Linked DNA regions of Oryctolagus cuniculus: region 2 is linked to region 1. A link is a contact called in public Micro-C data. All regions are on one chromosome and are shown on one strand. Each heading gives the region's core, a stretch centred on a gene start, on an enhancer-like site or on the middle of the called end of the contact. The rest is flanking DNA. Distances are from core to core; before and after follow the strand shown.

Evidence for each region. Hi-C and Micro-C count contacts between places; a contact is called where the count stands out from the background.
Region 2: a Micro-C map of ear pinna shows a contact between it and region 1, with 4 times the contacts expected there. The contact joins the promoter of SKP2 here to the promoter of DNAJC21 in region 1. A contact is called at or near these places in 2 of 6 Hi-C or Micro-C datasets (ear pinna and an unstated tissue).

What each region holds. Positions count from the first base shown.
Region 1 is chr14:60,591,660-60,595,856 of mOryCun1.1, forward strand. DNAJC21 (DnaJ heat shock protein family (Hsp40) member C21) reads left to right here and starts at 1,650. Exons shown (of 12, transcript XM_008262105.4): 1 at 1,650-1,898. The coding sequence starts at 1,802.
Region 2 is chr14:61,711,734-61,716,382 of mOryCun1.1, forward strand. SKP2 (S-phase kinase associated protein 2) reads left to right here and starts at 1,708. Exons shown (of 10, transcript XM_051853834.2): 1 at 1,708-1,923; 2 at 2,400-2,671. The coding sequence starts at 1,916. LMBRD2 (LMBR1 domain containing 2) reads right to left here and starts at 1,512. Exons shown (of 18, transcript XM_002713965.5): 1 at 1,372-1,512.

The DNA of each region.
Region 1 (4,197 bases), core at 400-2,899:
CTTCCTTTGCCGTTGGTTCACCCTCCAATGGCCGCCGCTGCAGCCGGCGCATCGCGCTGATCCGATGGCAGGAGCCAGGATCCAGGTGCTTTTCCTGGTCTCCCATGGGGTGCAGGGCCCAAGCACCTGGGCCATCCTCCACTGCACTCCCTGGCCATAGCAGAGAGCTGGCCTGGAAGAGGGGCAACCGGGACAGAATCTGGCGCCCCAACCGGGACTAGAACCCGGTGTGCCGGCGCCGCAAGGTGGAGGATTAGCCTAGTGAGCCACGGCGCCGGCTCCAAAGATAGATTCTGTTCTTGAGAGCATAAAGTTCCCATTTCCCCTCAAGCTCAGACTTCTCAGTCCATGTCCAGTGCCAATGCCAAAAGGTTGAGGCTGTGGAAAATAAAAGTTTTGAATGGTGACTGGTGACATTGCTGTGTGGAGAAACCTGGTAAGGCTTAGGGTTGGTTTTGATACTAGGGAATAAGGGATAAACAAATTGTTCATTTCAACAGGTGTCAGAAACACCACTAACCCTTCTGTCCTTACCCATATGTAGTTGATACAGGAAACTCACAGGTAGTGTGTGTGAATACTCCACATTACAGGGGAATGTATTGGTGTGTGGATGCAATTTAAGGACAGTGGGATATGACACCTTATCAAATTGCAGCAGTTGTACAGATCCTCCGTACTGTAATACAATGTAATACATGTAGATCAGCCAGAAGCTACTGGTTAAATACTATTCCATAGCCACTTTCTCAGTCCAAGCCAATTATGGAAAGGTAGGATTATTGACCAGAAATACATTTAAAGAGGACTGGATGGATGAATACTCAACATTTTATCCTTGACAATAATAAAGCTTTTGGTATGTTACTTGAAGAAATGTTTATCTTACTGTAATTTTCCATGTAGATCAGAGTACTAAGTGGCAGCTGAAGAGTTGGAAAGAGATTAAGGAAAGAGATTAAAAATTGGGTTCAGTCCAGCCAAGTACTGCCACTGTCAGCTGAGGAGGGTCAGGCCAGCCACAGGACTACTTGAGTTGCTGGCTCAGTGGTGAAGATGCCTCTTGGGAAGTCTGGGAGTCTGTCCTGTGTCAGAATGCCCAGGTTCGAGTCCTGGCTCCGCTCCAGATTCCAGCTTCTACCCATGTGTACCCTAGGGGTAGCAGGTGATAGCTCAAGCAGTTGGGTTCCTGCATGCACGTGGGAGATCCGGATTGACATCCCCACTTGTGGGTTTGGCCAGGCCCAGCCCTGGATGTTGCTAACATTCGGGGAAATAACCAGGGATGGAAGTTCTCTGTATCCTTTTCAAACAAAAGGTGAACATTTATAACTTATAATATAGTCAGAGCCCTACAAGATATTTACCAGAACCTCTCATAGCAACCCTATTCCGTCCCATCAGCTTTCAGATCAGCGGCCAAGTAGACGCCACTCAATCTGATAGCCATCTGTGGCCCTCACAATGACACCTGACGGCCCTGCCTCCCTTCCGCGAGGCTCCGCCCCCACCCCGCCGCTGCCCCGCCTCCCTCGCGCGCGGCCCTTCCGGGAGCAGATCCGCCCCGCCTCCCATGCGGAGCCGCCGCCGCCGGCACCGCCCCCTCCGCGCGCCCGCGTGCCGCAGCCCGCGTCGCCCGCCAGCGCCGCGCGCCTCCGCCGTCCCACGCCGCCGCCGCCGCCGCCGCGCTCGCTGGCTGGCCCGGTGCGGGCGCCGGGCTGCCGCCGGAGGAGAGGCCCGTCAGCGCCGCCGCTGCCCCTGCCCGGGCCCGGGTCGCCCCGGCTCCCCGCCTGGCCCGGCGATGAAGTGTCACTACGAGGCGCTGGGGGTGCGGCGCGACGCCAGCGAGGAGGAGCTCAAGAAGGCCTATCGGAAGCTGGCCCTGAAATGGCACCCTGGTAGGTGCTGTCCCGCAACCGCCGCGGGCCCGCGACCCTTCTCACCCCTCTCCTGGGCGACGCCGGGGGCCCGGCCCGGCGCCCCGCTCCCAGGCCCCTCCGGCTCAGAACCCCGCTCTTTCCCGACGGTCCCGGCTCCCGCATGGCCACCTGATGGGGAGAGACAGGTGTCGGCGACTTCACCTGCGCCCCCGCACACACCCGGGGCGGGGGCCGGGGCCGGGCCGCGAGGCTCCGAGCTCAGGCTGGCCCCTGCCTCGCCCCTGGTGGGCCTCAGTCCATGGAGCTCCCAGAACTTCATCCAGGAATCCCTAACTTGGGCACCTTTCTCAGCGAAATTAAGTCAGGGGAGCTCGTCAGGGGCCCTCTAAAAGGAATGCTTCTCTCTGCTGCTCGTGGGCCGGCGAAGCAGCCCTGCGCCTCACTTGGGACCCGGTTCTGCGGCTCACTCTGATGGAGTGTCCGCCCGTGTGTGTGTGTGTGTGTGTGTGTGTGTGTGTGTGTGTGTGTTGATTTAGAACTATGCCGCCTCTGGTGGTTCTGTTTGGTTGTGACCCGGGCCTGTGTGGCATTCCAGCCCGGGAAACTACGAAGTTGAATCTCAGCCTTCTGGGGTTTATAATAAGGAGCGTGAGTAGTTTCATGAATTCGTAAACACAGCTGGCAGGTGATCGCCTTGTATGCATGCGAACTCTGAAATGCCAAGACAGGGACCTCGGAGCCTCGCTGGGCAACACGCCACACATACATACAGGTGCAAATGAAACAGTGTAACGTGGTGATGGGTTGGTAGTTGGGTTAACAGAGCAACTAATAATTTCCTGGGAATTATCTGTGTGTGAGCAGGGACTTGAGTTACCTTGTCACCGAGGACCCCGGGGGAACAGAATTTGAAAATGCAAACTTAAAGTATGGGGGGGAGCACAGTGGGGGCAGAAGACGGGCCAGGGGCAGTTGGACCGAGGTGGTGGTCCTGGGAAGGCGGAGATGAGGGAACGGGCAGAGGCCCAGCTGGGAAGGGGTGTTGATGGTTGCTGAAACAAGCAACAGGTGTGAGTCTGTTCTTCAAAGGAATACTGACTGCCAGCAGAAGCACTGAAAAATGGCATGAAAATCAGGTACTTCCCAAAAGTTCTTTGGAACTGTAATTAAAAGATGACTTTATTTTGCTTCAAACATTTTTTTGAAATCCCTGCAGCTTTTCGACAGTATGCATTTCCCGTGGACTTTTTGAAGACTTTTCATATAGTGTAAGGACAGATGTAAATGGCCCAAGTACCGAAATGTTTATCACATCAGGAAGTTAGACGATATTGTCAATGTTGTCAATGTTAATAAACCCAGAAGTAATATTGGTAAAGAATATTGGTAGAGTAATGAGGTAATTACCTTTAGTAACTGAGTTAGGAAATCAGAAAGAAGTTAGAGGGGGCCAGCACTGTGGCATAGTGGGTAAAGCCACCACCGGCAGTGGCAGCATCCCATATGGGCTTAACCAACACACTGTGTTGTGAGTGGCAGCTTAGCTCATCGCATCACAAAGCTGATCCCAGCATATGTAATTTTGGTAACACTATTAAATGTTTTTGAAGAATAGTTTGACATCACATTGTAGAGGGTCTTGAATGTTCCTGAGAGATTTGTTTTACCACTAAAGGAGAGTCACGGCTGGTGTTATTAATAAGTCTTGGAGGATCCTGGGGAGGCAGCCCAGTGCCTTGAAGAAGCCTGGAGACAGAAGTCAGTCCACAGGGGACAGGTTGTTACCCAATCGAGGCTCAGGGTCAGGCTAGGGCAGAGACCTCATAGGGAGAGATGTTGACAGGAGAAATTACCAGATTTGGTGATTAATTGGCAATCAGTGCATGAAAGAAAGGATGAAGTATGAAGATGTTAGTAAAATAGCATATAACTGCTCTGAAACCTGTCAGGAACTGAATGTGCATATATATCTTTTCTATCACTGTGATTAACGGCATCTCAGATATCTTTTGGTTTGAAAATGCCTCACTCAAAAAATGTTTAATTTTGTTCAGTGTGCACTGCATCTTAATGTTTCTATAGTAAAGCTTTGCTTAACTCAAATGGAAAAGCTGTCTTTTTTATGGTATTAAAGAACAAGTAATTACCTTGATTGAGGGACTGAGAATAATTTTCAGTAAGGTCAATAATTCTGTCTAGTAACATCTGTGTGATCTCAGGGCAGCTTTTAGTAATTCATCTGATGAAAGCGGAAAAGGTCCCCGTCTGAGGGCAAAAAGGAAAAGGGGCAGCTTCGGTCTGATGATGCAGGGGCTGT
Region 2 (4,649 bases), core at 458-2,957, 1.1 Mb after region 1:
GTTGGGGCGCCGGATTCTGTCCCGGTTGCCCCTCTTCCAGGCCAGCTCTCTGCTATGGCCAGGTAGTGCAGTGGAGGATGGCCCAGGTGCTTGGGCCCTGCACCCCATGGGAGACCAGGAAAAAGCACCTGGATCCTGGCTCCTGCCATCGGATCAGCGCGGTGCGCCGGCTGCAGCGGCGGCCATTGGAGGGTGAACCAACGGCAAAGGAAGACCTTTCTCTCTGTTCTCTCTCTCACTATCCACTCTGCCTGTAAAAAAAAAAAAAATATATATATATATATATACTATATAGAACATTATCGTAATGCATTGTGAACACTCAGTCTAGTGTTCTTCACCTAGGACCAAACGATTTGTGAACAGACGCCTTCTTTACAACGGTCCCACTTTCTAGAACAGATTAAAGGTTCATAAACACCTGCCTCCATCAAGAGGCAGTGCCTTTTCAAACTAAGTACCAAGTCTGGCACAAGCACCAGCCGGGGCAAGGGAGGTTTAATTCCAGCATAAAGAGAATCTTTCAACGTTTTTCCAGAAAACCGCGAGGGTATGTCGTTTGATCAAGCTGGCCTGCTTACTTCTGAAATTTATAAATCCTCTTCATCTGCGTTAGGGTTGGAATCCATCCCCCCTCCCCTCTTCCACTGTCTGCCCGGGATCACACTTGTAGTAGGGTTGCACAATGGATTTCGCCTGGTCATCCGACCTGGAATATGGCACGTTCTCTACTCCAACCGCCTCCAATCTCTTCTCCTCAGAGATAGGCTAAAAATGCAGCTCGCTTTGAGGCGGCGACACAAACGGATGCAACCGAAAGGCTTTGCAGGTGGCCCCTTGCGTTGCACCGGTCAAGCTCCCTACAAACCTAACAGTCCTCTCACCTACTGCCATGCTAATATTTAAGAGACCTGTCGAGGCCGCCAGGGGGGTGCGCGTCTTCCCTAAGGCACCCTGGAACCTGTGGTCGCCGCCCCTCCCCCCAAAAAATTAAACCACGGCTGCGACTTGGAATTGCCCTTCCGTTTACAAAACGCTTTCACACGCGTTCTCTCTCCGATGTGCGTCATTGTTGTCGTGGCTGTTTTACTAACGAGGCAAGGATCCTGTCCACTGACCCAGTAGTCTAGGGGCCGCCTTCTCCCAGGTGGAGATCGTCCCGGTCGGAGGAACGCGCAGGTGGGACGCCCGCAGCTCGCCGCCTCCCACCCGGCCGGTGGTCCAGGCTACTACCCTCCCTCGGCGGCGAGGGCCGGGGGCCCCGTGGTGGCGGCTACTCGGGGTCTCCCGGGTCCCCTCTCCATCTCCCGCTGCGCTCGATCCCCCGAGCCCAGACCCCAGAGAGTCTCATGCGCTTTCCTTCAGGCTCACCGTCCGATCTCGCTCGACAGCATGTGGAAGGGACGGGAAACTCCGTGTCCGCCACGGCAGTCCAGGCTCTGGGACCCACGCTCGGACGCGACGGCGGTGGCTGTCACCAGCAGGCCCGAGGGCTGTCTGGGGATGAAAACCCGTCAGCAGTTAGGTGGCTGACATTTCCCAGTCAGCCGAAGCACCGCCCACTTCCGCTTCCCCGCCTACCCCGTGGGCCGAGCATCCCCGCACCGCGTGGGGTTGTGGGTATCCAGAGGGCGGGCAGAGCTGTAAGAAAAGGAAGTAGCAAGAGCCAGTCAGACTACGAGGCGGGACTACAATTCCCAGCAGGCTGCGGGGCTGCAGACGGCCGCCGGCGAGGCGAGCGGGCAGAAGAACCCTGCGCGCGCGGCGAGGATGGAACGTTACTAGAGTTCGCGGGTCTGGCGCCGGGGGCCGGAGCCGCACTCTTCGAGCCGCTGCGCGCCAAAGCGGGAATCTAGGAGGCGGGCAGCTCTGCAGTTAATGCAGGTAATTTAAAACATCCGAACCTGTGGACGCCATGCACAGGTAAGCCGTTTGCAAAAAGGAGGAGAGTATGAATGGACCATCTTAATTCTTTTAGGCCGCAGATACTGCTGCTTAACTAATATTGTTATTAATGCCGTTGTAGAATAGACCTTTCTTGGGGAAAGTGCGGGTGGATGGCCGCCTTGGTGCGGGAATCGGTGTCCCGCTTTATTTGGCTTCCCCGCGGCCGGTTTCAATCACTGTGTGATCGCCCTTGTACTTTCCTTGTTCTCTCCCCTGGAAGAAATTCTCGGGGCCTTCTGCTTGACCGCAAATCGAAAAGCCTTTTCGATTTTTTCCGGTTACTTTCTCCTTCGTTGCCGGGGAACTCGCCGCGGGCACGTAAAAAGTGCCGTTCTGTTAGCTGCGGCGACGGTTTCCTACCGGGTGTAACCTGTAGCTTGCTTTGTGCCCACCTTGGAAGTCCTCACGGGTGTACTTCAGAAAGGAACCGAGGGTATTGTGTGCTTCTGCAGGAAACACCTCCAGGAGATTCCAGACCAGAGTGGCAACGTCACCACTAGTTTCACGTGGGGATGGGATTCCAGCAAGACTTCTGAACTGCTGTCAGGCATGGGGGTCTCCGCCCTGGAGAAGGAGGAAGTGGACAGTGAAAACATCCCCCAGGAACTGCTCTCCAATGTGGGCCACCCACAGAGCCCCCCGCGGAAACGCCTGAAGAGCAAAGGCAATGAGAAAGACTTCGTGATCATCCGCAGACCGAAGATCAATAGAGAAAATGTCCCAGGTGAGGTGTGAAGGTGTGCCGATGAAAACTGCCAGTTCCGTAAAGGCTGGCTTGAACTAATATTTGGTCGCTAAGCCTTTGTTAGGGATCTTTAGGATAGGCCTCTCTTAAAAGTGCCCAAAACTGAAGTTATTTTCCAATGAAATGGGGCAAGTTGTTGAAGTCATAGGAATCTTTGTAGATATGTATCTTCTGGTCCACCATGGATTTCGAAATTTTAACCCCTGAGAAGATGTCCCTACCTTCTTCCTTAAAAGGGAGTCGGGCTGTTCAAAGTGCAGCTCAGCGCTGCTGGTAAATGGGAATATAAACAATGATCTGCTTTTAGGATTCTTTTTGTTTATAATCCACTGCTCTGTACCCCTAAGTAAGTTTTTTGCCTTACTCATGTTAGTTGTTCATTAATGAACTGCCAAAGCGAGTGTTAAACTAAGTGGAGAAGACTCATCTCATCTCCCTAGGTCCACTCCCAAGCAGGCTTCTCCCAGTGTGCTATGTCTGTAACTCGCTCTTTGTGTTCAGCTACCAAACCCACAAACCTAAAAATCTGATCTCCGCTGTCCCCGACATCCATCTTTCCCTCTTGTGTGGTAAATATTTTTCACGCTCTCATCATCTCTTCCCTGAGCCATTAGAATGGATTCCTAATTCAGGCCTTCTCTTCCCCAGATGCATCCCCCTGAGCTGGAGTGGGTTGACTGAATGTAACACACCCTAGTGTTCTTCTACTAGCACCTTGTTCCCTGATTTCTCAGGCAGGTGAATGACTGCCTCCAGATTGGATCAGAACCCTGGAGCCTTCCAAACCGTAGAATAAGCACAGTGCATTGACATGGGGGATTATCAGTTTTTCTTACTCCTAAGTCATTTAAGCACTAATTCAGCACATACTTGCTGAGTACATACTGTGTGCTAGGCATTGTTGTAGGTGTCGGGGATGCCGCCGTAAGGCAAAAATCAACCTTGCTACCACATGAAACTTCCATTCTAATGAGGGATCACAGTAAACATAATAAATACTTAATGTAGTTTGTTAGAAAGCGATAAGGGCCATGTCTAAAAATAAAAATAGAGCAAACCAGGAGGGAGTAGAAACCCTAGAGTGGGAAAATAGATTACAATTTTAAACAGGATTTTTTTTGTTTGTTTTTTTATTTTTTTTGGCAGGCAGGGTGGACAGTAAGAGAGGGACAGAGAGGAAGGTCTTCTTTTGCCGTTGGTTCACCCTCCAATGGCCGCCAAGGACGGCGCGCTGTGGCTGGAGCACCGCGCTGATCCGATGGCAGGAGCCAGGTACTTCTCCTGGTCTCCCATGGGGTGCAGGGCCCAAGTACTTGGGCCATCCTCCACTGCACTCCCTGGCCACAGCAGAGAGCTGGCCTGGAAGAGGAGCAACCGGGACAGAATCCGGCGCCCCGACCAGGACTAGAACCCCATGTGCCGGCACCGCAAGGTGGAGGATTAGCCTAGTGAGCCGCGGCGCCGGCCAAACAGGATGTTAAGGGAAGACCTCAGTTGGACATTGACATTTAAACAAAGGCATAAATGGGGCAAGCGAGTGTGCCATGCAGATAGCTTGGAGAAGGAATGACCCAGTGCAAAGGCCATGAGGCAGAAGCATGACATACTTGTTCAAGGGAGAACAAGGAAGTCATATTCCAAAAGTGGAATGAGCTAGGGGGAGATCATGCTAGAGGCTATGATGTGACCTGATTTAACCTTTTAAAATGTTGAAACTGAACTGTGGGGAGTGGAGAGCAGAAACTTGGAGACCTGTTAAGCGCTGTGGGTGGAGTGATCGGCAGTGCTCAGATTCTGGATTTATTCTGATGTTGGAATGAACAGGATTAGTAGGCTGTTGAAAATGTAGAAGAGGTAATCAGCCTGCGCTGAAATTGGGTGAGTGATGAAGAAAAGACAAATTAAAAATCAAGATAAAGTCTTGGTAGAGCCAAGTTGATAAGTATGTTCCTAAAAT